Regions from separate parts of the Gossypium arboreum genome. Here region 1 is linked to region 2. The links are chromatin contacts, called in public Hi-C maps. All regions are on one chromosome and are shown on one strand. The core of a region is the stretch at or near the end of the contact, and the rest is flanking DNA. Distances in the headings are between cores, read along the strand shown. Region 1 has its middle 6.3 kb from the start of LOC128285878. Region 2 has its middle 4.6 kb from the start of LOC108478891.

The links. A called contact is a pair of places that touch in the nucleus more often than the background predicts.
Region 1: a Hi-C map of leaf shows a contact between it and region 2, with 2.8 times the contacts expected there. The contact joins two enhancer-like sites. A contact is called at or near these places in 2 of 5 Hi-C or Micro-C datasets (both in leaf).

The regions. Positions count from the first base shown.
Region 1 is chr12:13,560,374-13,564,140 of ASM2569848v2, reverse strand. No RefSeq gene overlaps it. Among protein-coding and RNA genes, the nearest start is that of LOC128285878, 6.3 kb to the right of the region's middle. Within about 2 kb of position 1,405, at least 2 of the 2 cell types and tissues checked have an H3K27ac peak or open chromatin away from gene starts, as enhancers often do. A contact at or near this core is called in leaf, where this site is marked.
Region 2 is chr12:13,427,141-13,430,813 of ASM2569848v2, reverse strand. No RefSeq gene overlaps it. Among protein-coding and RNA genes, the nearest start is that of LOC108478891, 4.6 kb to the right of the region's middle. Within about 2 kb of position 1,768, at least 1 of the 2 cell types and tissues checked has an H3K27ac peak or open chromatin away from gene starts, as enhancers often do. A contact at or near this core is called in leaf, where this site is marked.

The sequences.
Region 1 (3,767 bases), core at 156-2,655, 130 kb before region 2:
AGTCAAAAGAGGCCTACTAAATCTCTCTCCCACAATGACATGGAAAAAAGGAGGAGAAAGGGCTTGTATTGTTGTGTGCTACCAAGTATACGAGGGAACACAAGCTGTACTCCAAGCAAAGTAAGTGCAGTTTTGGCACTTCAAAGGTTGAGTACTTAAATCATGTTATTTCCAAAAGAGTTGTAGCAATGGATAGAACCAAGGCTGACAATGTTCTTTAATGGCCAATTCCAGTTTCAATGAAGGAACTAAGGGGTTTCTTGGGCCTTTCTAGCTATTATCACAGATTCATTAAACATTATGGGACTATAGCCAAACCTCTGACTCAACTGTTGAAGAAGAAAGTACCTTGGGAATGGTTTGCCTTGGCTAATGAATCTTTTCAACAGCTTAAGCAAGTTATTTGTGCAGCACTTGTTCTAGCCTTGCCAGACTTCACTTCTAAATTTTGTGTTGATGCTAATGCATATGGACAAGGTGTGGGAGCTATGTTACATCAGAAGGGAGGCCTTTGGCCTTTTTTAACAAAGCCCTTGGAGCCAAACACCAAGCCCTCTATATCTTTACAAAGAGATGTTGGTTTTCCTTTTGGCAGTAGTAGGGAGAAGGTCCCAAATTTGTACTGATCACCAAAGCCTTCGGTTTTTGGCCGACCAACAAGCTATAACCCCTTTCCAACAGAAATGGTAGCCAAAATATTGGGGTACAACTATGTGGCAATTTACAAGAAAGGGTCCCAAAATGTGGTGGTTGTGCTTTGCCTAAATGGCCTTATGGATAGGAGGCTCAATTGTTACAATACACTAGGAGCACACTCATCTCCGATCTATGAAATAAGGCTCGAGATTCTTTGTTGTTGGACCCTAAACTCGACAAACTATGCCTTGACATTCAAGTGCAACCATCCTTACATCCCAAATATTCTTAGGATGGCAAAGAGCTGAGAAGAAAGGGGAAACTGGTGATTGGAGATCATGGCAACTTGAGGAAAAAACTCTTTTAGCATTTCCATGAGGGCGTCATTGGGGTTCACTCGAAGGTGCACGCTACTCGACATCATTTGGCTAGTCTTGTGTATTGGAAAAGGTTGACCAAGGATGTCAAGCAATGGGTGAGGGAGTGTCTGAGTTGTCAGAAGTGTAAATATGATCAAGCTGCTTATCTTGGTCTTTTACAGCCCCTACCAATACCACAGAGGTCATGGACATCAATCAGCATGGATTTCATAGAGGGAACCACCTCTGGCAATAATTATTCAAAAAGCTTGGTACAAAACTGAATCTGTCCACAACCTATCATCCCAAGTCCGATGGCCAAACTGAGGTCCTAAATCGATGCTTGGAGAGTTATTTGTGATGTATGATAGGGGAAATGCCTGGAGAATGGGCATTGTGGCTGCCTCTGGCCAAATGGTGGATACCACCTTCCATACCTCCATTCAAACCTCTTCTCCCATGATCGAATGAAGCAATTGACAGATCGAAAACGAAGTGATAGGTCCTTCAAGGTGATGGATTATGTCTACTTGAAGCTCCAACCATATAGACAGACTAAGGATAGTTCTCAATCAAAAACTCTCCCCTAAATTCTTTGGGTCTTGCTTGAAGCCAAGGTTGGCAAGACAGCATATCGCTTGCAGCTACCACCAAGGTCTTGGATCCACCCCACCTATCATATTTCTCAGCTTGAGAAACACATTGGGAAGGCCCCAGTTCAATCTCATTTACCACTGGTGGGCACAGATGGGGCCATCATCAAGGAGCCTGTCCAGGTGTTGGATAGAAGGATGGTGAAGAAAGGCAACCGTGCTGTCACAAAGGTCTTAGTAAAGTGGGCTATCACTTTCCCTGAAGACTCCACTTAGGGGAATCTTGTTTCTTTTATTAGTTAGGGTAGTTAAGTGAGTTTCGACTTAGTAAACGGGACGTTTTGGACTATTATTGATACCATGCGTTTTAACACCGTGACAGCTGTGTGCCGTGGCTGTAACGGTCATAGGAGCTGTTAGTTACTCCCTTTCATGCTGAATGAGGGAGGAAATGGAGCTTATGCGTGGTTTGCGCAAAAATCAAATTCTGTTTTCTTCTTCTCTCTCTGTTATCCTCTCTTCTCTTCTTGGAAGTTCATAACAAAATCCATTCATTCATGAGATTCCTTTGTTTGTTTGTTTGTTTGAATCTCTATGTCATTTTGGACCAAATAATTGCTGGTTTATCAATGAATGTTATTCAATTGTTCCTCATTTTTTTCAAAATCTGCAAAATCTCACATATTCTCAGTATTCTGTTTGGTTCTTCTAGTATTCTGTTTCTGTTTGGTTCTTGAGAAAGAAAAGAAAATAAAAACAAATTAGTAGAGAAGAATGTTGAAACTATAACAAAAGAAATGAAAGAGTAACGGAGAAAATTAATGAAAATTTAAAACTATATATTTACAAATAAAAATATAATTTGAAATGTAAAAAGAAATTTTTTAAATAATACATTTTAAAAGGAATTTTATTTCTGAAAATACGTTTTAATGAATTTATAAATACTTTATAATTTTAAATTTTATTCATAGGAAGAAGAGTTTGAAGTAAAATTTAAAAGAGATCTGATTTTTTATGAAAAAAAAAAAAGGAGAAAAAGATAGAATTGCTCCGAAGGACATCAAGTAGCGGCCCCTGATTGGGCAACATGCCATATCAGGAGAAAATCTAACGCCGTTATCGTCAAGTACAAGAATGGTTAACGGAAACAAAGTACAAGTACCAAACAGGAAAAATTAACAGTATGTTTGGTTCACTGTGATGGAATAGAGCTGTAATGGAATAGAACTGTAATGGAATAGAGCTGTAATAAGTAATTCAACTGTTTGGTTGAATGGAATGAAATAAAACTGTAATAGTATTCTTATGTTTGGTTGAATGAAATGATGTTGTAATAACATAAGAAAAAAACTAAAATGACCGAATACCCTTAATGAATTTTTGTTAAGATAGATGATTATTGTTATTTTATTAAATTTTAATAAGATTATTATTAAAATAATTTAATAAAAATAATAAATAGTTTGACCATATTTTATCATAATAATTATTAAATATAATTTAATAAAAATATAATTTAATAACATTCATTATATAATTATTATTATATGAATTAAAAATAAAATATATAATACTATAAAAAATATATAATCTACTTTATTATTTTTAAATTGCAATACATCTTTAAATTTGCGTTTGTTTGCCAATAAAATATTTTCGGAAAATAATTTTTGAAAATGATTTACTTTTTAGAAATGATTTACTTTTATGATGTTTGAATGAATCTATATAAAATATTTTCATTATTTGGTAGATTTCTTGAAAATATTTTATAAAAGTTGTTTTAAATTAAACAAATATACATTTAAGAATTTATCATCTTTTTATTATTTATTTGAGTTTATTATATATATATATATATTAATAAATTTATATTTTAAATTGTTTTTACATATATTGCAATGTTTTATTTATGAGTAAACTACAAAAATAGTCACTTTTGTTTGCCTCGATTATATTTTAGTCTCTTATATTTGAAATGTTACGTTTTAGTCATTTATGTTATTATTATCTCCTAATAATAATCCTACGTGACAGTCTAATTAAATTTTAAATGCCAACTAGATAACATTTTATTTTAACAGTCAATTTTAATAAAAAACATATTTTTTATATTTTATTTTATCCTTTATAATAACATGATAACAACAATTAATTATAAAGTATACTCTTTAAT
Region 2 (3,673 bases), core at 519-3,018:
TAGGCGGGGTTTGGAGGGTTACATATACAATTATTTTCTATTAAAATTTATATCAAATATATAACATTATAATCTAAAATATATATATATATATATAAAAGCACAAATTTGGAAAACCTTTTAACTTGATGAGAATATATTTTATTTTTCATCATATTACTAAATTAAATTTAAAACTAATTATAATTTAATTTAGAATTATTAGTTAAATAAGTTGTGCTGATTTTAAAATAGAGTTATTACTTGGATAAAACTCTTAGCATAAAATATAGAAAAATGTGATAATTATAATTATAATTTAATTTATAATTATTATTTAAAAAATTTGACGAAAAATGTTGTGTTAATTTTTTTAAAATTTTTATTTATTGATGTAAAATAGAATTATTAATTAAATAGAACTATAAGCATCTTAATTATCAGTTAATTAATTTTAGAGTTGTATATTAATTAAAATATAGGTTTAGCTTTATAAACAACATTAGATAATTAAGCATATTCAATCAAGTAGCATCTAAGAAAAATTATCAGTAAAAAGTTGGAGATTTTAACATTAATAAGCTAGAATTATATAAAAAGAATTAAGAATTAAAGCCTTGATTTTTCGAGGAGGCATTATCAAATCATATTAAAATAATAATGGCGTGTAAAGTGATCAAAGACTATATTAATGGATGATGAGCAGTGGCGAATCCAAAAATACGACTATTTATATTAGCATTGTTGACTACATTTTTTACTATTAATTTTCATGTATAATCATTCAATAATTAACGATACATATATATATTATTTAAATATTATAATTCATCTTTAGTTGAAACAATGATTATTTAATTAAGAAAATGTTATTATATATATCTAGTAAAATAATTAAGAAATACTTTACAAGTTCATATATAAAAATTAAGCTAAAACATATCAAAATAAAATAAAATAAAACCCTAATAAAATTATAAATCCTAAATTCTAAAATTTGAATTTTTTTTCTTTTGGGTACTTATAGATAATATAAAAGTAAAGAATTGTAAAAGAACTAAAGAAAATAAGTCAAAATATTTAAAAATGCCTTGAATTTTTTCTTGTTCTTCTTCTTCTTTCTCTTATAATTTGTTAATTACTATCTTTCACTACTCTTTTTTTTTTTTTTCATTTTGTTATAGGCTATTTTTTTTCAGTTTTATGGGTAAACGTTTTTTTCTTTAATTTTTATATATATATATTTTAAAATTGATGATTTATTTATTTTATTGTAACTTTTAAAAGAATTATTTTATAAAGGGTTGGTTTTTTAGGGGGTATGAGGGCAGAATTTAAACTTTTAAAGATGTTTAAAGTAATAAAGTTCATCTTAAAAGAGTATTATATAAATTTCTAAAAATTAAGGGATAATGACTCTCACTTGCCTCCCTTGTATTTGTTAATGATGATGAAATAATATAATATTATAATATATTTGTATAAATTCTATAAGTTTATATTATGTGAAGGAAATCTTCTTAAAATCATTTTAATAATTTATCTGTTATTTGTTTGGTGCAAATAAAAATATTTTGTGAGTTTATTTAAAAAAGAAAGATAAATTTCAAAAATTATTTTTAATCACCATATAAAAATGAAATCAGATTTAAGTGGTATTTTATCTTTGTTTAAAGAAAAGTAGAATTGTGAATTATCTATTTAGATTTATTATGTCAGTATAGCGTATGTGTGAAGGAAGAAAGAGAGTTGATGATAAAGGGAATGTGTAGGGGACAACGGAGAGTTAGGGACCAATAATGTTTGTCCAAAATAAGAGACCATAGTCAGAGAAAGACGCACGACGACATCTATTACGAAGTTGTCGCCCAATTCACAATCATATTACTTAATTAATTTGAATAAAGAATGATTTTGGTTTTTTATTAATAAAAATTGTAAATATGTGAAAATTAAAAATAGAAATTATTATAAAATAAAAAGTTGAAAATAAAATTTTAAAATTTAAATGAGTTTAAACCCGTATCAATTGAAAAATATATTATCTTTTCAACAATATAAAATATCTTACCCTTAGTTGAAGCCCTTAAAGAAATTCTTACTTGATTTCTTTATCTTGTATCTTAATCTTCTTCAATCCATCATTACTGTTATCATCATTACTTTGAAGTTACAAATTACTTAAACAATAATAATAAATTAAATATTTGTATAAAATTATTATTATAATACCAATTAAAAAACGGCGTAAAGTAAATTCTATAATTATAAAATGAAGCTTTCTTAATATACAATAATAGGGAAAACGAACTAGGAGAGTTCAAAAACAAATTCAGTATAACATATATTATAAACTAAATAAATATATGAAGCGATGAATGAATGAATATTATAATTTTACCTTATTATTAATTAAAATGTTCTTTCATCTCTTTTTGTGGTATCGTTATTCGATTATGACTTACAAATTTTTCTTTGAAAAACTACTACTTTAATACTCCATTAATTTTTAGACACTTTAAACTTATCAATAAAAATAATCTTCATTTGTTGAATTATATTTATAATAATAAATTTTAATTAATTTAAAGTCCAAGTTGAAATAGAAAACAAAGTTAGAGATAAAATATGAATATTTCAACTTGCTATTTAATATTAAGTTCTTTATGTTTTGAAATTTTGTCGCTCGATTCATAATATGAAAGATTCTTTTTATTTAGGTAGTTGAAGATCTTTTTTTTTGTCAAAGGAAGTACCTAAAATTTTATTTTGTTATCATTTTAAGTAACAACAGTTAACACTCGTTGAAAAAAACTCCACACAATCAAATTATGACAAGTGTAATTTTTAATTAAATAAAATATTTAAAATTAAAATTCAATAAAAATAAATTTAAAAATACCATCTCTAAATCTCTCCTTTCATCTTCATCTTCTCTACAAAGAAAAACCTCCATTTCCAATACTAAAAACTCAAAATAGAAAGAAAAAAGACAACCCTCATTTTATCCATTTTGAAGCCATGATAGGTTAGGTTTTATGAGGCTTTTGATGAAGGGGAAAGAAAGAGGATATGAAATTTTATTTTTAATTTTTACGTATTTAATTAAAAATGATAAATGTCATAATTGAATTGGTTTGAATATTCTTTTAATGAGAGTCAACTATTGGTATTGAAAATGATAAAAGAGAATAAAATTTTAAATATTTACTTTGATTAAAAAACCTTCAAGTACCTAACTATGAAATTTTAGGTAGTTTAAGTACTTTTATAAGATTATTTTAAATTCATATTAAGTTTCATTGATTATATTTATCATGATTATTAATACATTGTGCACATGGTTGTGCTTTTATTTTTAATGAGTTAATTAATAAAGTAAAGGTATTCCAAAATTTGGTTTGTCAGATTCGCAAGTAATATTATTATTATTATTATTATTTTTTGATCCTTAGATATCTCTCATTATCAGGTAAGTTTTGACTATACATTTAAAATAATCATTTTAAAAAATGCTTAGATTGAATTTCTTAAATATAATTAATTTCATATAACATATTAAATTATATTAAATTATGATACACGTGTGGGTAAAAAATAATGTTACCCTTTTAAAAAATTGTTATAACAATAGAATATTTTGATTAAAATAATTAAAGATAAATTACCCGTTTGTTCCTTTGAGGTGACTATT